2 separate regions of the Zea mays genome follow, and region 2 is linked to region 1. The links are chromatin contacts, called in public Hi-C maps. All regions are on one chromosome and are shown on one strand. Each heading gives the region's core, a stretch centred on a gene start, on an enhancer-like site or on the middle of the called end of the contact. The rest is flanking DNA. Distances are from core to core; before and after follow the strand shown. Region 1 holds the start of LOC103631972 (small RNA 2'-O-methyltransferase). Region 2 holds the start of LOC100283749.

Region 1 (6,736 bases), core at 3,718-6,217:
CCTAGAAGCAGACTGAATTTCTGCACTTGCATGCAGCAATGTTAATTTTTTGTGTTCTTGCCACAAGTCGGATGCCCACTTTCCTGACACATATATTACTCAGTTCCAAACCGGGGGCACGATTCAAAGTTCCAAGCCCTAGAGAGATTAGACGTGCAATCTACCTAGTTCACACACGCGTTAGGCCACTCCCAGAGAACCTCGTAAGGCTGATCGCCATCCTCGTCCAGGCACATCGCTTCCTGGCCCTGCACCAGTCTTCTGAAAACAGCGATCTGGGAAGCGTAGCCTGGCTCCTCGCCTGAGCCACCGACGCCGGAGAATTCCACGCTGTAGCTATGCTTCACCGCGAGGCCAGTAGCCCAGCACTGGAACTGTAGCCTGGTCCACTCGAACTTGTGGTCGTGATTGCGGAACTTGCAGGGACCAGCGCTTTCGTCTGCCTCGTCGTCCTTGTTGGGCATAGCAGACCCCTGGAGGATAGGGTTGTATTCGTAGTTGGGTGTGGAAACAATGAGCACGGTCGGGCGGAATGAGCTCAAGACGACGTTGCCAAATAAAGTCGCCTGGTCCTCCTCGACGTGCTCGATCACCTGCATTTCATATAGTCGAATCATGAACGCCAATTTAGTCTATGTAGACGAGCATCCTATAGATTTGTTTTATAGATGCATCAGCAACAACCCCTAACAGTACGATCCGAGATGTTAATTGCAAAGCGTTTCATGTTTAGAAGGGACACCTTATGCGCTGAAACCAAATAAGAATACAATAGAAAAGGTCCAAGAGGTAAGGTCCGTCACCTCAAGACAAGTGCCAATATCAAACCCATATAAGCGAGAATCGTAGTCCGTTATTGATCCGTCATACAGCACAGCAGTTGGAACATTTGTCTGCGTCGTTGATTTTTTGCTCAGCTTCTGATGAAGGCTCTGCAATTCCAGGAGAGTCAAAACAAGCTAAAGTTATAATGCATACGGAAAGAACAAGATGGATGGAACATCAGCAGCTAACAAGTCAAGGATATGCTTTGTACCTTTGCTGCACGTGTGAGGCCTTTTCGAGAAATATCAACGCCAACAAGCTTTTCCAGCGTGGTTGGATGCTCTAACAACGAATCAAGAAGGCTACCAGATCCACAGCCAAAATCAACCTGAAAATGCATCTTTGCAATGAAAAACAGTATTTTCCATAAATGAACAAGGGAATTAGGTGGGGAAATTACAAGTGTGGTAGCATGCAGCTCGTTGATGTGCCGTACAGCAAATTCAACTCTTTGTTTAGATAATGGAGGACTGAACAGGGCTTTCTCCATTCTATCTTCTAATGGTTCAGTTACCTGCAGAACCTTTACAGAGAACTCCAGGAAGCAGCTCTCTGCAACAATGTTTAAAATATGTACACCTGCAGAAGCAGAATCAAAAAGATTGCTGAAATAAAATTATAAGTTTAGGTGGCTCACCGCTAGATACATTGGAGAGGTCATGTGAGAACTCACAAGATGCAGCCATGATTAAATCCCTAGGAGGCAGTTCAGCTACAAAACGTGCAGTTTGATTCACTGACAGCTGAGTTACACATGATTCAAGCTGATTACTAACAGCACCCGTCCCAATCTCAAACTCAAACTCGTTGTGGCTCTCCAACAAATATGTTTTTGCTTTATCCTTCGTCACAAGGGAAGCAGTATAACTTATACAAGTCAATGATCCGTGGGACGGGAAAACACCAGAGTCTGGACCTTCAATGTGTGTTAACTTTGCAGTGCTTTCAAGGTGCTTCTTTTGTGTATCCATAGAAAATGGTCCAACTGCACTGCACATTGCTGAATCACTGCATCCATTCTTGCCATAAACAGATAGACACATTGCAAACTCTTGAAGAAAAATATTTGAATGTACCTTGACACCAGCAGTAGACTCAGAAAGATATAGCTTGCCTGTTTTTGAGGTTAGTTTCTTAAAATAATTATTGAACCAAATCAAGACCTTTAATGAAGAATTCTGAATAGCATCAGATTCCTTGCTCCAAGTGTCAGCTGCAGAATACTCTAGTAAAACTTCTTGCTTCCGTGAACGTATGTTCACTTCACATTTAAAAAGATCTGGTTTTTCCTTGTTGATCCTGACATCATTGGTGTACTGATTTTCTGCGCTGCCTGCTGGTGCTCCTCTTTCTTCAGAGCTCACAGCTGACATTAATGTATCACAAGAGACCCTACTGACAGCAAAATGGGGCTCTGGCAACCTCTGAAGGCGACAAAATGAGCAAAGAAGATCTCGTGGAGAGAGGCCTTTCCAACTAAAACGAGAGTATGCAGATGGAAGCTCCGCTGCAAGAATCGAATCCCTAGACATCTTACAATTTCCATCAGGTAACTTGCCCAGAAGTATCCTGAGGCAAAAGCATGTCAGCGTGTCACTCTGAAGAACTATAGGAAGTTTGGTGCTTAAATAATAGATAAAAGCAGCACAGACATGAAAGACAAACAGAACACGAGCCAACCTCTGCAGCTTGAATCATGTGATGATTCCTGAGAAAAAAATGACAATATCTACTAACAATATAAAATGGAATGCATCTTGATTCATTGATTAGCATAGCGAAATTGTATTTAACAATGCCGTTGTAGTGAAATGTTCAATAAAGCTTTACCTGTAATAGGAACATAGATTGACATCTTCAGTGTGAAGTTCCGAATCTCTCCTTGTGTATCCAATATTTGCCAAGAGTGCATCTCCATAAATTGTTTGGCCACAAATGTAGGAAGCTCGCTTATTTACTTGCCAGTTGATGTCACCATCTCCAAGAGAATCAAGCGCGTGTTTTGACATATCAGAAACAGCATGTATATTTGCGGCTGCAAAATACAGTCTTATCTCGGATGATGTTTTTCCAATTGTTCTGCAGTGAGATCAATGTTTCAAAATTGTCATGCACAGAAAGAATAATGGAAAAGGCCCAGAAGTCAGGAATTTACTGCTTAGTTTTTCTTTGCCTACCTTGATACAAGAACATGAGAGGAATCAATTGCTGAGAGCTCTGCTGCAACATAACTCATATAATGTTCATTATCTCGTAGATTAATTCTTACTGTCTTCAGTTCATCCTCCAACATGTGGGGAACAAGAACTGCCTCTACTTCTACGGGATCTGTTGTACCAGACCAACGCTCAAGTGCCGAGTCAACAGCCTCCGGAGAATAAGGCTTTTCACTCTGAATCCAGAAGTTGCTGTCACTAACAGAGACTCCAGGAGATTGTTTTGCAGCATTGTACAATAATGACAAGACCAATAGAGGATCAAATTCTGCCCTATGGTCGATCAATTTACACAATGTATTGACCTTCACATCACATGCAGCAATAGCCGACAAAGGTAACCTCCCAATGAGGTCTCCAGTTCTCCGGAGAGACACACACAAATGGCCAATAAGAGGATGGGTAGATGACAGAAAGTTCTGAAATGAAGTACGGTGGTAGGTGATGTTAGAAGAGGTAATTGGATTTTTTAATTATTTTGTAATTTTAAAAGTGCAACAAAGCTCAAATATGACATGAATAGCATGCTTTTTGAGTGACCAGCAGAATGGTTCATGCTTTGTGAATTGTACTACAAATAATCTTACACAGGTATTGACATTGCAGGGAACCGAATTAGATTATATTACAGCTACAAAATATTATCATAAGAAAATGCCAAAATAAAAATGGAACCTTATGTTTGATCAGTCTTTGGTGCTTATTAAAAGTTGTCAGTTACAGTGCTATAGGGTCCTCGTTCTTAAGTTTTGAGGAAAGACTCACAAGAGTTAAATGCATTGCCAAACAGAAACAACCTAACAATTCATAAAGGACTCTACTCCAATTCTCAGAAGGCAGAAAAGTAATGGTGCACAGACATGTTATCAACATGAGGCAGAAATACTGACCTCATCTATGAAAAAACCAGATATGCGAGCAATCAGTTCAGCCCAAGCTTCTTGGGGTGTGGTGGGACTATTTGCTGTAGGATGAATACCAAGCTACGATGGAAAAAAACAAATGGTTATCACAACAGGTTGATAGCATGGGAATAAGATTACATGCAAGTACAAGCTAGCCTATCTAAACAATGGGGAGTAGGCTCCAAAGTCTGGGCATTGATGAATCAGAGCATAAATAGAAGGTGGTCACCTTTTTTTTTAAAAAAAAAAGAAGAAGATGATGGATTATCAGTTAACAGGATAGCAGAAAATGTGCAACAGAAGTGTGTTGGCAATCAAGGATAAATTTCACTAAACTAGGCACAGAATCAGAATTTCAATTCCTAACCACCAGATAATCTTCCTTGCAAGCAAAACACCAGCAGCGCAATGGTATGATTCACAGAAGACCTCGATTTCACCGTCAAAGGGCTTCTGGGCTTGGTAAGCAAAACACGTCCTGGATTGGAGCGCCGCGCCGCAAAAGGAGACCTAAATTCTCCATTTCTCCCGTTCTATCTAGTGGCAAACTGCGACCCCCACAATGGCTTGGCAAGCAAAACACTGGATTGGAGCACCGCGCCGCAAAAGGAGTGGGGGGACCTCACCTTGTCGAGCGCGATCTGCGCGGCGGCCTGCTCAGCGTCCTTCTTCCTGAGGAAGGTACCGGGCGTGGCAACGGAGAGGCCCGGGAGGTCGAGCGCGCAGCGGTAGACGTTCCTGGTCTGCGGCGCGAGGCCCGGGCAGCCGCCCACGTCCTCCCGCACCTCCTCGACCGTGTACCGCGCCTTGGCGCCGAACCGCTGGTGGACCACCGCCTTGGGCGTCGGCACCGCCGTTGGCATCGCGCCCACGCGGAGGGAGTGGGGGCCTGGAGGGGCGCCGGCCGGCGAGCCCCGCGGGCGGCGAGGGGTTTAGGGGAGGGGAGTGGAAGGGATTGTTCGCTGCGGTGGGCTCTTGGCGACTTCGGTCCTCGGAGCTTTTTGAGCAGCTTTTATAACCACGATTCAGTTTAATGGCTAACTCATAACGTTAAATGATGTGGTTTAAGTCTAACTGTAATTAAATATCACAGTAGAAATAGATATCGGTCTATTTAAATTTATTACCGTTGGTACTTGGGTGTGAATCATTACTATTAGCATTTACGTTATATTTTGTGAACCAAACATCACCTAAAATCATCTAATCTCTACTAATCCTTAAGAGGACAAAAAAGGCGTCCACCATCTTCAGCACGGCTCCACCCTACTCTATGAAGAACGGATGGTCAGTCCCACACCTAGCGTGCCCCGTCTCTCCCAAGTGCGTGCCCCGTCTTCGCCCAATCCGTCCGCGCCGCCCGTACGGACATATACCTTAGCTACGGGCAGGGAGAGGCAGGGACGAGGGCACACGCGGGGGAGAGGCGGAGGCACGCTAGGTGTGGACGTTGACGCTCCGTTCTTAATAGAGTAGGGTGGAGTCGTGGTGAAGATAGTGGACGCCCTCTTGTCCTCTTAAGAATTAGTAGAGATTTTATCATATTGGCTACGTACAATGCCTTATATAATACATTATTCTTTTATAGAATCCACGTGTTTTATCTGAGATGTTAATGACTAAGCGCATGTACAATCTTATATATATATATATTTTTATATATATTTTTAAAGTATATAACCATCAACTTTTAGTGATGCTAATAAAAGTATAGGATAACAATTAGTAGTTTTGCATATGAATGTATTTTATTATGTTGATTGATTCCGTAGCAACGCACGGTCATATACCTAGTATCAATATGAACATAAAATCGATCTAGCCGTTATAATAATAGAAATATGTCACTTTTTAGATCTTAAACCATATAGATCATTGTATCTTCATTCGCATGTAATTTTCCTCGATACTCAGATTCTGCATATAGATAGATTATCAGAAATGCTCCTAAAAAAGTTGAACCAAACATATCTTTATCCACTCTATGGATTTTTCTTTTGGGAGGGAGCCATTTGCTATTTTACTATTATTACCAGTGGCCTTCGAATTTTGATATCGGATGCATAAATCAAAGACGTAGACAGACTATAAATCATAAGAACAAATAATATAATAGTACAACTAACTGAGTAGTGCAATACCAATAGTTTTAAAAAAATTCCGAGGGGAGCAGAAAAACCTCCATCTAATATATTATGGTCTTGGAGGCGGAACGAACACCCCAAAGAAAGAAACATAGAAAATTACAAGCAGGAGAGGGTGTGAGAGAGACATCTGCACCAAACGATTGTTTGAACAGAGTCACTGACCTTTAGGCGGTATGCCCATATGTGATATGCGAACGTCCGCAAGGCAAGCACGTAGGATAACAGCTACCAGGGACATTTCACCCCGACAAACAAAGTTGTTGCGGCGAAGTTGTTGCGGCGCTTCTAAAGATGCCAGCAACAGAGTGATGAAGGTGGAACAGGCATCTGACAGAGGTTCATAACCGCGGCACGGTTTGCATATGTTGTAACATCTGTGTGGCGTGAGTGATAGAAAAGTTGTAAAAGCTGTACAAGCGGGCAACGAGAAAAAAAAAACACAAATTATTAAGAACACGACAGAGAGGAATTGGCATGGCTAAAAAACATTTCACGAAGCTAAATAGCAAAGTTTGGCAACGCTAAAGCATCATTTGCAGGAACGACAGAATAATTGGGAATGGTGTAGGGATCGAAGCTATAAAAATGATATAGCAAGCTAACCAGAGAAGATGGCTTCATGCAAAAAAAAAATAGCAGTCCT
Region 2 (5,768 bases), core at 197-2,696, 680 kb after region 1:
AATTAACAGAAAACAAAACTGTAGCAGATTTAATGATCTAGCTTAGTGGGTGTTTACAGTATCATCATGCAAAATTTGTTGATCCCTGATTAATTGAAACCAAAGCCAACATGAAAGAACAACTGATAAGAACAATCTAAAACAGCCCTGATGTGCCCAAATGAGTCTTAGTTCCTGTGCAAAATTAGAAATCAGATAGTATGCATAATTAGAAAATCCAAATGCAAACTTCTTATATATAGTGGCAGTTTATGCACCACAGGTGGAACTGCCTACTTAGTGGGTGCTTTCAGTATACAATGAAAAAAACTTGTCGCTTCTAATTAAAAGTAACCAAAACAGTACTGGATTTACAGCTGCAGCCTAGTGGGCGTTATTCTTACCGCCATGCTAAATTTGTCGATTTCTGATTTAACTGAGACTAAAGCCATTACAGAATTTCAGCTCGAACCTACAGCTCTGAAGACATGCTCCAAAAGACAACTTCCAACGGATAGCTAAAGAATTGCATAACAGAATGCTCCCCCAAGATTGGACATGAAAGATTAACCGACAGGAACAAGCTAAAACAGCCACGAGGTACCAGACGAGTCTCGGTTCCTGTGGCACCCAAATATCTTAACGCCCCATGAATTTCTACGGTTCCACCTGCACAATTCCGAATCAAACTACCTTCAAGCAAGTAACGACCACACAGCAAGCACCAAATGAGCAACAGATAAGAGAAGGGGTCAGAGGCTCAGAGCTGAGAGCTGGGAATCTCACCACCGTCCCACGGCGTATCATCCGGCCTGCGAAACCACACGAACCTCTCATCAGCACAACGAACACAAGAGTAAGAACAAAAGGAATAGCTGAGATCCCGTCTCCCTCCCCGAGATCCGGAGTCCCTCAATCAAACCCTAGAACAGGAACGGGATTAACGGACTCCAGGGGGGGCGTTTGTGGGGTAACGAAATCGGGGGAGGGGGGAGGGGAGGGGACGGGCTACCCGAATATGACGGCGTTCCAGAGCATGATGTTGTTGTCGTGCGGCGCGCCGCTGATCCCGGCGGGCGGGTCCTGCTGCAGGCGCCTGAAGTCCCGCATCAGCCGCTTCCTCGCCGGCGTCGACATCTCGTCCACCGCAGCCCGGCGCCTCAAACCCTAGCTACGGTCTCGATCTCTGGCGGAACGCTCGCTGCGTCCCGCTCTCTGGCTCCTTGATCCCGCGACCCGCGGGGTTGCGTCTGAAACCAGAGAAGCTTCGAGGGACGGAGGGAGACAGTCAGACAGAGAGAGAGGAAAGGAAGGTGGGTGGTGGGTGGAATGGGTGCGCGTGAGAAAAGTTTCACGGGGGAAGAGTGGAAGCTGCGACGCCCACGCGGGGCGGTGGGCCCTCCCCTCCTCGCGACGTATAGCTTCGTTTCCAGGCGCGAACCCGCTCGGAAGTCGGAGCCGCTGATGCGCGGGCTCCTCGCGTTTACGACCCCACCACCAGCCAACGTATACTGACACTGTGCTCGGGAATCGCCGCACTGCCGTTGCCGTCCATGTCGCTGACAGGAACAGGTGCAGGATGTGGACCCATGTGTCAGGGGCATTCCTGGTAAATTCGTGGCGATCTATAATACAGCCGATGCGTGGGTGGGAATAATGCCACTGGACCCATGCGTCAGTGTCGCGGAAAAGAGAACTTGATGAAAGCGGAAGGTGGGCTGTGGTGGGGGCCAAGGGTGGGTATCGAATCTGGTGGGCGTGTGGTAGCGCCGTCCTGCTTGGCGGCATCCGTGGGGCGGCACCGCGTATGTATGTGAGGCTGTGAGCAAAAAGCCTGGCCACGCCCACAGGAGACTCATTGGCCACGCCCACAGGAGACTCATCCGTGAGCCGAGCCGAGCTGGCTAGAATAATGATGGATATTGGATAATTTTATAGATAGTCAGTTTGTTTCTTAACGTTTAATATTAAATATATTGAATAATGATGGATATTGGATAATTTTATAGATAGTCAGTTTGTTTCTTAACGTTTAATATTAAATATATGACAATTAATAATTTAGATTACTCATAATGATGAATGATATCTATATATTTATATTTATATACTAATAATTCATTAGATAATGCAATTATATATATCAGGGTGTAGCTCGCGAGCCAAGCCGACTCGCGAGCCACCTTCGAGCCGAGCCGAGCCTGTCTCCCCAGCTCGTCAAATGGGCAAGCCGAGCCGAGCTCGGTCAGCCACCGAGCCACACCGAGCCGAGCTCGGCTCGTTTCCAGCCCTATGCCGCACCACTATTCGGCCGAATTCACGTGTCAACAAATTAACTCTACCGTAACAATGACAATGATGAACATTTACTACCCGTCTGTAACAAATTTACATGTCAACAAATATGTTATCATTCCTTGAACATATCATTATATTAATAAAAGAAAAAACGGTCCAAAATACAAGGAAAAAAACAAACCTCTCGTGGAGGCCACCAAAGGACAATCCTATATATCATCACCTCTCAACATTGACAGATGACGATACTTGCGAACAGAAATGTAAAAAATCCAAACAAACAAAAAAAACTTGTCACCACTATATCTTTACAGCAAAATTACTCCATCTACGAACCATCTCAACAAAAATGTAAATTCCATGTACTTGCCAATAAACCAAAAATATTGTCACCTTCACTTTTGCAGCATAACGAATACATATAAGAATCACCTCCTAATTGACTTATGATACCTTCCAGTCGAAAGAAGAATACAACAAAATCAACGGATCCATATTAGTAGCAGACAGCTGCTGGCCCGCCTGCTGCAAACACCAGTTGCCAAGACACAAGGCCACCATGTTTATCGTTGACTCGTGAGCATTTGCAGGGCTGTCTACACATCGATTCAGTAACTGCTCATGACCAAACAGTCAACTAGTTACAAACAAGACGGCAGGTAAGATGTAAGGAGCATGATGAGATACAGCTAGTTACAGCTCCTTCAAATTGTTTTTTCTTCACATACAGATGATTGCCATCGTCATTTACAGAGCAAGAGCTGGCTAACCATGTCAGTTCTGGGTTGACCTCAGGTTCTTTGCCTAACCCTGCGGCAACTGGAATCGCCACCGTCCGAGAGCTGCCCACAAACGCTCTGGCTCTTCCCAACACTGCTGCACTGGTCCTCACACCCTGCAACAGTTTTCAGTATCTCTGACTGGAGAGATGGGCAGTTGTCCTTGAGGTAAATGAAACCCTCACTCCGCATTACAGCTGCAGACACATAAGGGTATCTGGAATGGGTTATGAAGCTTTATAAACTTAATCGCACCAGAAGCTGTACAAACTTAATTGAGCAAATAAAGCAACCAAAAGGTCAAACGATGGTATCGTGGACTCGAGGCATAATTTTCTTGTATCCAGGGACAAGCCCTGGAACTACCCCATGCTGAAACGGAAAAGGTTGGCAATAACAGAATATCAGCTCTGACACAAGGAATAAAAATATACTTGTCCACCAACCCAGACCTTGTTATAAAACACATCATAACTATTACTCTCTTTTATTATTCTTTTTTATCCAAATTATAAGATGTTTTGACTTTTCTAGATACATTGCTTTTATTATGTATCTAGGCATGGAGTACATCTAAGTGCATAGCAAAAACTATATATCAGAAAAGCCAAAACATCTTATTTATAATTTGTAATGGAAGGAATATAATCTAGCAAGACATATTAGTCCATCTCACATCTGAAGTCGATAATAAATAATATGTTGCAGTACAGTCTAATTCAGGTAAGGTCCATTCCAACCATTCCCCCATATTTCTCCACCTATCTGTATTTTCTATTATATTTTACTACATCCACCTAAAAGACTCCCCCTGCGTACAGGGCGTCTCCAACCATTCACCCTATCCAACTCTCCCTATACAATATAACTCAGCTATTTAACATTTTTATAATTTTTTATGTTTATAAATTTTCTATTTGTACCACCAAAATAAACATTATTACCAGGTCTTAGAGCTTAAACAAGGTTAATATTGCAAAGAAATTACATAATTAATGTGTAGGAGCCGTCTCTCTCACTACAAGTCTAAGCTCTTGCCTGTATTAGAGCATATCTAGGCTTTGATGATGCAGGCCAGCAGTGTTTGGTTGGCCGCACTAGAAGTTATACAGGCTTAGGGAAGCAAAAGAAAGGTTCATGGCCACATTGTGGAGTAGTATGCAAAAATGGCCCACTTACTGTCACAACCAGTCAACCACACAACTGCCATGGCGACGCCAACGGATGTCGCCTACCACCATGACCCAGCGCCCTTCTCCCTGCTCTCCTACGACACCGTGACCACACTGCCACCACCGCACCGCCACCACCACCAATGGACATCACCCACCACACAATCCGACGCCCTTCTCCCTGCTCTCCTCTGACACTGCCCTCTCTGCACTTTGGACCTGTTTGTTGATAAATGTTTGTCTCTAAACTTGCCTGGCAGGCCGTAAACCAAACAGTCCCCTCCTGCCTGCGCTAGCAGACACAGCCACCGCCTCCACTGCTATCGCTACCGCAACCACCTTCAGTGCACAGATATCTCTGTCGCTCCCCTCATTATCCTTCATCACGCTCTCATCAAAACCAGTCCTTTGTCTCTCTGCATTGTGCACACCTTAGGGTGGGCAAGCATTGCCACGCTTAACGTCATCCTCAACCTTGTCCACCTCCACCTCATCCACAAGCTCTGGCTCTCCTCGTCCTCCATCTCCAGCGGTCCAAGCAGTGCCGAAAAGGCAGACAAGAGTGGGGGAGGAAGAAGATGGAGATGACATACTTTACTCTTATTCACATACAATACAATACAATGCAGGCAACCAAACACCATGCCATTGCGTATGTTTATGCTGGCTTAGCCTATACTGCATTATGCTCAACACAGGCTGGTAGTAATGCAAGTAACCAATCCCAAGCTTCTATTCACAATTTAGGCTGCTAATGTACTACGTGCAGAATAAGTATAATACTCATGACGCATGTATTGCTATCAGAAGATGCTAACACATAATGGCATCTACACGCTAACTACTGAATTGTTGATAGCTTAAAATCTGTTTCATTCAGTCAAAAATGTCAACACAGTCTACATTGTTAAAAACTATTGCACTAATATGGCAATCAGGTGACATATAGAGCTGATTATATGAATGCTTCGGAAGCTGTAACAATGTAGATGGCTCAAGCAAACTGTACTTAAAACAAACATGGAAGCATCTGTAATAGTCTAATGCATATTTCCATGAGAAGTACCAAAAAGTTTATCCCACAAGTTCAAGAGAATTTTCTGTGCAAGAATAGTGACCAAAAGAAAGAACGCACAGTGCACGGCCATACACTCAGAGTCTCAGACACTAGAAATTTACAGGTTATAAAGTTCTTTTACTATTTTTCATTGTGTTTTTTTCCTTTTGATGACAGCCCACTTTGAATATTTTTCAACTGACAAGAGTTTACGTAGCAAATAATGAGGCCACTTGCATGAAATAATCATAAGCAATGTCTGGTATGACAAATTTTAGTACCTGAAAGATTTTCAGCAGCAAATTTTAGGCAAACAGCTTTAAGCTCCATGGCATGGTGCCTATCAGCCAATGCTAACGTACTCGCAACTGAGGCCACTGATATGCCCTTGCACAGGTAAGATTCACATAGCGACTTTAGTCTTGCTAAGTGATACTTATCGGCTGCAGCCAACAACTTAGCTGCCGGAGTATCAAAGATAGA

The links. A called contact is a pair of places that touch in the nucleus more often than the background predicts.
Region 2: a contact with region 1 is called in a Hi-C map of ear, with 2.3 times the contacts expected there. The contact joins the promoter of LOC100283749 here to the promoter of LOC103631972 in region 1. A contact is called at or near these places in 2 of 25 Hi-C or Micro-C datasets (ear and endosperm).

Annotation. Positions count from the first base shown.
Region 1 is chr7:7,550,985-7,557,720 of Zm-B73-REFERENCE-NAM-5.0, forward strand. LOC103631972 (small RNA 2'-O-methyltransferase) reads right to left here and starts at 4,968. Exons shown (of 9, transcript XM_008653827.2): 1 at 4,573-4,968; 2 at 3,932-4,024; 3 at 3,003-3,460; 4 at 2,656-2,904; 5 at 1,463-2,394; 6 at 1,226-1,377; 7 at 1,037-1,153; 8 at 804-932; 9 at 1-593. The coding sequence starts at 4,809. The coding sequence ends at 165.
Region 2 is chr7:8,234,326-8,240,093 of Zm-B73-REFERENCE-NAM-5.0, forward strand. LOC100283749 reads right to left here and starts at 1,447. Exons shown (of 5, transcript NM_001156648.3): 1 at 992-1,447; 2 at 766-791. The coding sequence starts at 1,116. LOC100284563 reads right to left here. Exons shown (of 4, transcript NM_001157458.2): 3 at 5,567-5,768; 4 at 2,651-3,253. The coding sequence ends at 3,069.